2 separate regions of the Bicyclus anynana genome follow, and region 2 is linked to region 1. The links are chromatin contacts, called in public Hi-C maps. All regions are on one chromosome and are shown on one strand. The core of a region is the stretch at or near the end of the contact, and the rest is flanking DNA. Distances in the headings are between cores, read along the strand shown.

What was found. Hi-C and Micro-C count contacts between places; a contact is called where the count stands out from the background.
Region 2: a contact with region 1 is called in a Hi-C map of whole body, with 6 times the contacts expected there. The contact joins two enhancer-like sites. A contact is called at or near these places in 2 of 2 Hi-C or Micro-C datasets (whole body and whole larva).

The regions. Positions count from the first base shown.
Region 1 is chr24:8,523,783-8,528,040 of ilBicAnyn1.1, forward strand. LOC112055725 (actin-binding LIM protein 3) reads right to left here. Exons shown (of 18, transcript XM_052889116.1): 14 at 643-722. Among protein-coding and RNA genes, the nearest start is that of LOC128199468, 20 kb to the left of the region's middle. Within about 2 kb of position 2,154, at least 5 of the 8 cell types and tissues checked have open chromatin away from gene starts, as enhancers often do.
Region 2 is chr24:8,651,992-8,656,249 of ilBicAnyn1.1, forward strand. All of the region lies in intron 9 of LOC112054743 (protein C12orf4 homolog), which reads right to left. LOC112054746 (ubiquitin thioesterase trabid) reads right to left here. Exons shown (of 18, transcript XM_052889121.1): 6 at 3,660-3,774; 7 at 2,711-2,827; 8 at 2,411-2,558; 9 at 1,985-2,070; 10 at 1,631-1,744; 11 at 1,399-1,527; 12 at 488-629. Among protein-coding and RNA genes, the nearest start is that of LOC112054746, 14 kb to the right of the region's middle. Within about 2 kb of position 2,495, at least 2 of the 8 cell types and tissues checked have open chromatin away from gene starts, as enhancers often do.

The DNA.
Region 1 (4,258 bases), core at 904-3,403:
TGCGGTCTCACCTGACGTTAAGTGACGATGCTAAGATAGAAACAGGCTTATTTGGAAGAAGTACAAGTAGAGTATCTACTTTTCAGGATTTCTACATGGAATATTACAGAAACGACTTTTTTGGGGGCCGAAACATACCACTAAACTAATAAGCCAATTTAGAAAATAAAAATTCTCCTTGGGAATCGAAATCAGGACCTCTCAGTTGAGAACCACATTACTATAAAATGCGCCAGAGATGTGGTTTAGTCATCAAAATCCGCTGTTAGATAAGAAATATCATTTATACACTTTTTTGTTATACAGTCTTACCGATTCGGACAAACATTCACAAAAATTCGGCCATGGTTAGTTACCACCCTACCGACAAAGTCGTACCGCCAAGCGATTTAGCATTCCGGTAAGGTGTCGTGTAGAAACCGAAAGGGGTGTGGATTTTCATCCTCCTCCTAACAAGTTAGCCCGCTTCCATCTCAGGTTCTTCATCACTTACGATCAGGTTAGATTTTAGTCAAGGGCTAACTTGTAAAGAATAAAAAAAAAAATTAGTTACCACCTTTTGGGGAACATTTACCCAACCTACAAAGGTAAATGGGACACGCTTGCCTAGAAAAATGTGGATCATGATTGGATCATACTCACGGCAGTGCTCGATGAGAAGGTGTGAGAGCGCGCCGCTAGCCCGTAGCCTGGTCGCGGCGCCGCGCGGAGAGACGACACCACTGCAACACTGCGTACTGTACTCCGCGCACTAACCGTATACTAGCCGCACACTAACCGCACAAGACGCCGCACTGACCGAACACGACCGCACGTGACCATACTACTGATGGAACCCTGATTTAACTTAGCTATGCGAGTAATTCTATCAAGTTTATAGATTCTTTATTTTTCAAAAAGGATTATTATCAGCCATGTCATGAGAACAGGAGTAAGATTAATCTCTCCTATATACCCGTAGCTAAGCGAGCTAAGCTAAAGGTGGCTAAGACAATAGTTCTAAAGCCAGCCATTGCACTCTATATTTTAGAAATGATTTGAAGATTTGAGATCAAGTCAGAAAGGATACGATGTCGCGTTTGAATTGAGTTATTAAGATTGACTTGATTTATTGAACTATTAGTAGAACTAAGCCCACTTTATCCACTGGTCGTGTTCGGATTGTCGCAGTCGGTAGGATCCCGAAAATCACGTTCACTTTGTACCGACGAGAAATGCCTGAAAGTGGTTCTTTCGGAACAGGGATAAAGGGTAAGAGAAACAGGTATAGAGACTTACTTTACATGCCAGTAATCTACCATTAATAAGTTACGTAAATAGAAAATCGATAAAGATATTAAGCGGTAGGAATAGGGTCATATTCTCTGGCATGCAATGTGCAAGTTAAAGGTTGTTTCAGGGTAAGGATATCAAGGATATGAATAACTTAGTGGAAAGGTACCCACGTAAGTATATTTCACATGAACGCGTGGATATAAGGATATAAGCATCGATATAGAATAAGTCTCTCCGCCGCTTAGTGAGACATGTTATATAATCTATGGATATAAGGATAAAAGTGTCATACACATGGCAAATACGTGTTGATAGACTTTTCATTTTGTCTTTTAAAGGATTTTTAGTACTTACTTCAGTTTCGTTCCGTGAAGGAGTCGTACTTACCTTAATAATGTGCGTAGACTGGCATTTTATCACAGTGGTGTTATTCACGTTGGATGTTCCGTTTATTGGAGTAGGGGTGATAGAGAGTAAGGTTACTAATACTAAGGGTTTGGGTATAAAGGAGTAGCGGTGGCAAGGGCAAGGGATTGAGTAATAAAGTTAAATGTTCTGGTAGGGGTGCTAACGGTATGGGTAACAAGAGGTGCTAGGGGTCGGAGATCTAGGACTAGGGGCAACGAGGTGTTAGGCTAACAAGGAATAGGGGAAACAAGCTGTAGTTGTAACAAGGGGTAAAGGTAACAAGAGCTCGGGTTAACAAGGGATATGCGTAACAAGTATTAGGGATAACAAGAGTTTATAGAGGTAACAAGGGATAGTGGAGCTAGGGATAGAGGTGCCAAGAAGGAGGAGAAATGAGGGTTAGGGTTAGGGGTAGCGGTACTCACGTTACAAGAGCGCAGTCCGCCGGCGGGCAGCGTGCTGGAGCGGAGGCCGTAGCCAGGCCGCGGCGGCGCGTGCATGACTACGCATTACACAACACACGCATCACACAACGCACGACACATACACATCTACACAACAATGCAATGAAATGGCGTGTTGCACTCCGAAATTATAGGCACGAGTATCGATCGGATGCCCTGCAGAATGTCGAGTGTGAATACTAAGTAGCATAAGAGAACCAGTACCCCTTTTAAATTAACCCGCTACCCTCTTAGACCTTATCGTCATTCAACATCTGTAGGCCTAAAATGGTCTTTAGTTTTAACTGATCAGAATTAAGTGCACATAATGTTCAGTTAAATCATCCGTGTGTAAGCAAAACTGAAAACTGCACAGTTCAGTTGAATTGACAATGTAATCGAAATACCATTAGATAACTATGCATTTAAAACCCAAGGCCTTTAGCCCGCATTAGAAGCGCGTCGAAAGATAACTAGATTATTATGACTGCTCTCTCTTAAGCAAAACCGATATTTTTGTGATATCTCTTTCGTTACGATGGGACGATACAGAGACCGATATATAGACAAAATAATCTCGTTATCTCTCTGCGCGTTTCTCGGGTTTACAGTTGTTATTGACCATGAAACTCAATACAGTTAAGAATTACAGTTATTTCTTGAATTTCAGAATCACCAAACGCCATTTCTGTTGCCTTGTTATTAAGATTTCTATAATACGATGTGTGCGCCAAGTTTGCCGTTGACGTGACGTCACTCAAAGGGTACCGCCTCGCTCATAGTACCGAAGGCCGACTGAGCGATGCGGTAGATGGGGGCATTCAACGCGGCGAAACTTAGCGCTCACAGGTAATCTATACTACACGTATATGCTACCACTACTATATTGAAAATAGTACGCAATTAGAAATAAAAGAATATATTTTAGCAATCAACTTATCATTGGACATGCTAAGATAATTATTTTAATTTTAAAGATTTGCAACCAATATAATATATAAGATTGTTGTGTATATACCTACGTATATTAAATAATATATATCTGAAATTGCAGTACCAACTAAACAGAATAAAGAAAACGCACTAATGCTGCATTAACAACTTGAAGATTGAATAAAATGTGTTCTGCAAATTCTGATAAAATGCTTAATAATGCTTGAGCCCCATTGACGGTTGATTTAAAAAAGTTTTCAATAAACCATGTTATTAAGGTCGGCCGCATACACTCGTATTCCGTTTTCCGTATTCGTTTTCCGAATCCGTTTTCTGTCTTCGGAAAACCGAATGCTTGAATTAATATTAAATACATTAAATAGCGCACATGCACGTATTTTTCCGAACGTAACAAATTCCTCGCATACGTAACGAATGCGAGACTTTGCCATTCCGAATGAAGAAAAACGTAAAGAAATTGCGCATTTGGAAAACTTATACGGAAAACCGAGTGTATGCGGCCGGCCTAATTCATAAATAAATATGAATTATGTATATTGTATAATGTTAATACTTATATATTGTAAATGTATATTTGTGTAAATATTTATAGTTTTCTATATTCATGTAGATACAGTAATGGTGTTCAAATGGTGTATATAAATCTCTAAGCAAAATTTACAGATGTACCCTGAAAAGTAAGTCGTGATGATGACAATACACGTGCCAATTTCGCTTAGGTATTTCGTATACAATTGAATTGGTATAAATTTTCTTATTAAGCACATGCGTATATATTTAAGTATAATAATAAACGCATTGACATTCCGAAATAAGTTCTAACCACAAATAAATAGAGTTCACATTACAATGAAGCAATAATAAAGTCTATTGGACAAACTATAACGACCATATCACGCGTAACTACGTAAAAAGCTTTAAGCCTAACACACAGTATGCAACACGAGTCGGGCGCCAAAATAAAAAATAATTTATTTTAATTTAGTTACCTCTGCAAGGTTAAACTGCTGAGTCGTACTTGTTATGGTACAAAGATTTCTGCGTCTATTGTAAAAATCTTCTGGGAAATAGGATGAAATGTTTGTTGTTTGGTTAAAAAATACTACAATTAAGTTACGTCAATTGTAAAGCGATGATAGTTTTAAAATTAAAGATCCGTGCCGAACCGAATATTATTG
Region 2 (4,258 bases), core at 1,245-3,744, 130 kb after region 1:
GTTTAATGATATGGTGGGCGGGGACTCTCTAAGGGCATCCAGTGAGACTTGGATTTCAGCTAAGGCCTAGTTCGGACTAGTTTAGTAGTCGAGTACAAACAATTTCTGGGTTTACCGCCCAAAAGTTGTTCGTACTCGACTAAAATACTAAAGTAGTCTTGTACGGCCTATAAGAGCGCCATTCGGGTAAATGCGCTTGGACGAGCGCAGAAATTCTATCAAAGTGGACCCCAAGAGTTTAATGAGAAGGTGGGCGGGGTCTCTCTAAGGGCATCTCCAGTGATACTTGTATTTCGGTTAAGAGCGCCATTTGGGTAGACGCGCTTGGACGGGGGCAGAAATTCTGTCAAAGTGTACCCCAAGAGTTTAATGAGAAGGTCTCTCTAAGGACATCTATAGTGAGACTTGGATTGGGGCTAAGAGTACCATTGGCCTTTCTGAACCGTGTGTACTTACGGCCCCGTGGATGGAATGTAAGGAGTAGCACCTGCGGTTCGCCTGGTGGAGAGTGTCGGCCAGCGCGGTGCGCAGCACGTTGGCGCGGTCGGACACGCCGTACGCCGCCTGGCACACCGCGTCGGGCAGGCAGTCGCCGGCCGAGCGGTTCCACAGCGCGTATAGACGGGAACCTGCACACAACATACTGTTACAAACAACCTTATTACTAAGTACGTAAAGATTACAATTGCTTGTCATTGTTATAATTAAGTCAGTGGATGAGCGGCGGGTCCGCCTCCAGAGTCTGCTGCGCCTCGCGGTCCAGCAGCTCAGAGAACAGCTGCTCCTGTATAAGACCTGCTCACCTAGCGTGACAGTGAGATGCAAGCTCCAGTTGATGAGCGGCGGGTCCGCCTCCAGCGTCTGCTACGCCTCGCGGTCTAGCAGCTCCGAGAACAGCTGCTCCTGTATAAGACTTGCTCACCTAGCGTGACAGTGAGATGCAAGCTCCAGTTGATGAGCGGCGGGTCCGCCTCCAGCGTCTGCTGCGCCTCGCGGTCTAGCAGCTCCGAGAACAGCTGCTCCTGTGTAAGACCTGCTCACCTAGCGTGACAGTGAGATGCAAGCTCCAGTTGATGAGCGGCGGGTCCGCGTCCAGCGTCTGCTGCGCCTCGCGGTCCAGCAGCTCCGAGAACAGCTGCTCCTGTGTAAGACCTGCTCACCTAGCGTGACAGTGAGATGCAAGCTCCAGTTGATGAGCGGCGGGTCCGCCTTAAGCGTCTGCTGCGCCTCGCGGTCCAGCAGCTCAGAGAACAGCTGCTCCTGTATAAGACCTGCTCACCTAGCGTGACAGTGAGATGCAAGCTCCAGTTGATGAGCGGCGGGTCCGCCTCCAGCGTCTGCTGCGCCTCGCGGTCTAGCAGCTCCGAGAACAGCTGCTCCTGTATAAGACTTGCTCACCTAGCGTGACAGTGAGATGCAAGCTCCAGTTGATGAGCGGCGGGTCCGCCTCAAGCGTCTGCTGCGCCTCGCGGTCCAGCAGCTCTGAGAACAGCTGCTCCTGTATAGCCGCCGGAAGCTCCTCGATTTCTGCAGAACAAATAGAGCAATGCAATCTATGGTGCCTTATTTATAATTATAATATTATATATTTCCCATAACCAACGTGTATATAAATATATCCAATAGATACCTGACGGTAATGAGAATGTGCAGAACTCGTTGATGTACCGGCACGGAAAGCTGCCCTTCTTGTATCGAACGCAGCCCGCAATGTGGCGGCGGATAGCCGTCGCCAGATCAGGAGCTGTAACAACATTGCCATTCAACAACAACGTTTCGGCTCGAAGGACCAAAAACTGCATATACGTTATGCAGTAATTGGTCCTTCGAGCCGAACCCACGATTAGCAACTGATTAGCATGTATGTTTATTGAATTCTGGAAAGTAAATTTGAACGTTGTATTAAAATGTTTTATACATTTTAATACAACGTTCAAATTTACAAGCATTTAACTGACATCAACTTTAAGAAACAATTCCATACCTACGTATGAAGGTGACCTCTTCAATCCCGGCCCGCCGCCCGATATTCGAGACAGCAATGTCGATAGTATTTCTTGTCTTTGAAATCTGTAAATTGAAATTCATAAATGAATGTAAGGCAGTAAGGTAGTAAGATATTAAGTAAGGATTTTAATTGGAGACCTTTTGACTACTCGCTCTTTTAAAATTTTGGTTTGTAGATCCACTGCAGTCTGCATAAACATAACTCTCTCTTACTTTGCGAACAATGTAAACGCTAGCCATCACATGTTGGCCAGATAAATATAATTCCAACCAAACCCGTACATCTGTTACATAATGACCCATGGCGTGCATGTCATAGATGCAAAAATGCACTGCCTACCTTGAGATGAAGGGGCGCGCAGGGTCGCCCCTACGACGCGAGGTAGGCGTCCACGTCTGTTACCTGATGGCTAGATGCACCAGCGTGTGGCCAGTGTCGAAGGCCGAAGCGCGGTTGAGCAACGCCACCTCGGAGGCGGTGAGGGGGCGCGCGGGGTCACCCCCCGACGCGAGGTAGGCGTCCACGCAGCGCGCGTCGCCTTCAACCACACCTGCGACAACATAACACATCACGAAGCTTAGTAATTGCAGAGCTGGTCAGGGAAAGTTCTACTAATATTCTTATTACAAATACAAGCAGTTAACTAGTGGTTTAGGTTAAGTAAGGTGTTTGATTCAGAACTCTTTGAAATGAAAGGCTCACCGAGGCAGGCCTGCAGCCATATCCAGTCGGTGTTGTTCCGCCGCTTGCAGCGCCGCCCGCTCGCGTCCAGCTCGTGCTGTGAGGGTGGCTGGCTGTTGCAGAGGTCGTTTATACCTACTGAAATATACACAGACATCTGTAACATCTACTGTTTTCGTTCATTAAGCTATTGAATAGCTTTCGTCGCGGGCTTTGAGCGTGGCGACCGAATCAAGAAATTCCGTAACGAAAATAAACCTAACACCCAAGACGTGCATCAAGTTAACACGTTATCATAGTCGACGTTATCATATCGACTCAACTGGACAAGTGGTATGAAACCAAGGGGCAAACTTATTAAACCAGAGTTCGATTCCAACTTCATTTTCTAAAGAAAAAAAATACTGCATAAATAAAATAAATAAAGAAAGTGTGTGTCAGCTCAGACGCACGAATGGGGTTTATTCTTTCAGATGGATTATCCAAATAGGTGTATGTTGCCCCGCAGCATACACTATGTACGTCTCAGTACCTAAACCTGAAAAGTGAAAGGTGCGCAACCGAGGAGAAGCAGGTCGCGGCGTGCACGCGCGTAACGCTGTCATTCGTTCATCGAATTTTACTGCCTATATTTTTTTCATACCGGGGGCTATATGAGAAAAATCGATTCTTAAGGACTAAACTCCAATAAGTATAATTTCATAAGTTGATAAAAAATGCTATGCCACATGTATTTTTTTTATTCCTTACAACCCTTTAACCCCTGACTACCACCTCACCTGATGGTAAATGATGATGCAATCTAAGATGGAAGCGGGCTAACTTGTTGGGAGTAGGATGAAAAACTTATCAGTTGGTACTAAAAAGAGAAGATATTGATTTCAGCTGAGCCTCGGACATTGCTCCTCCGTCAAGCGACAAGCGAGATACGCCCGTTCTTCAAAATATTTTCAAAAATTAAGTGTCTCACCAGCGGCGGGGTACGTGGAGTGTGCGGGGTGCGGGGGGTGCGGGCGGTGCGGACTGCCGCCCGCGCCGCACATGGCGCACTTGAGCGCGCGCGGCCAGTTCTCGTACGTGCATGTCTGTAATAAACATGGTAATAAAGATATTGTTTTGGAAAACATATTATATAATGCGTGAGGTGACAGCGCGTGGTAGAGGAAACATCTCGGACAGGTTCCAAGACTTGTGACTTGGGTGTAGGTTTAAAGGTACCTTTGAGAATGCATTAACACTCCCCTCCCCTGCCCGAAATGTTCTCCGTACCTACACTAAACAATGTATGCCCAATTACACCACAAAACATTATAGCACAAAATCACTAACACGACGAGCTGTGTGCACACAATAAAGAAGTAAACGAAATCCTTCTTTTTTTCACTCTAATATCATAAAGACAAGATTGTGTGTGTGTGTGTGTGTGTGTGTGTGTGTGTGTGTGTGTGTGTGTGTGTGTAAGTATGTTTGTTCCTCCGTTACGCTGCGTCTTGCAATCCGAGCAAACCGATTTGGCTGAAATTTGGAATGGAAATAGATTTTACTCTGGATTAACACATATTATGCTAC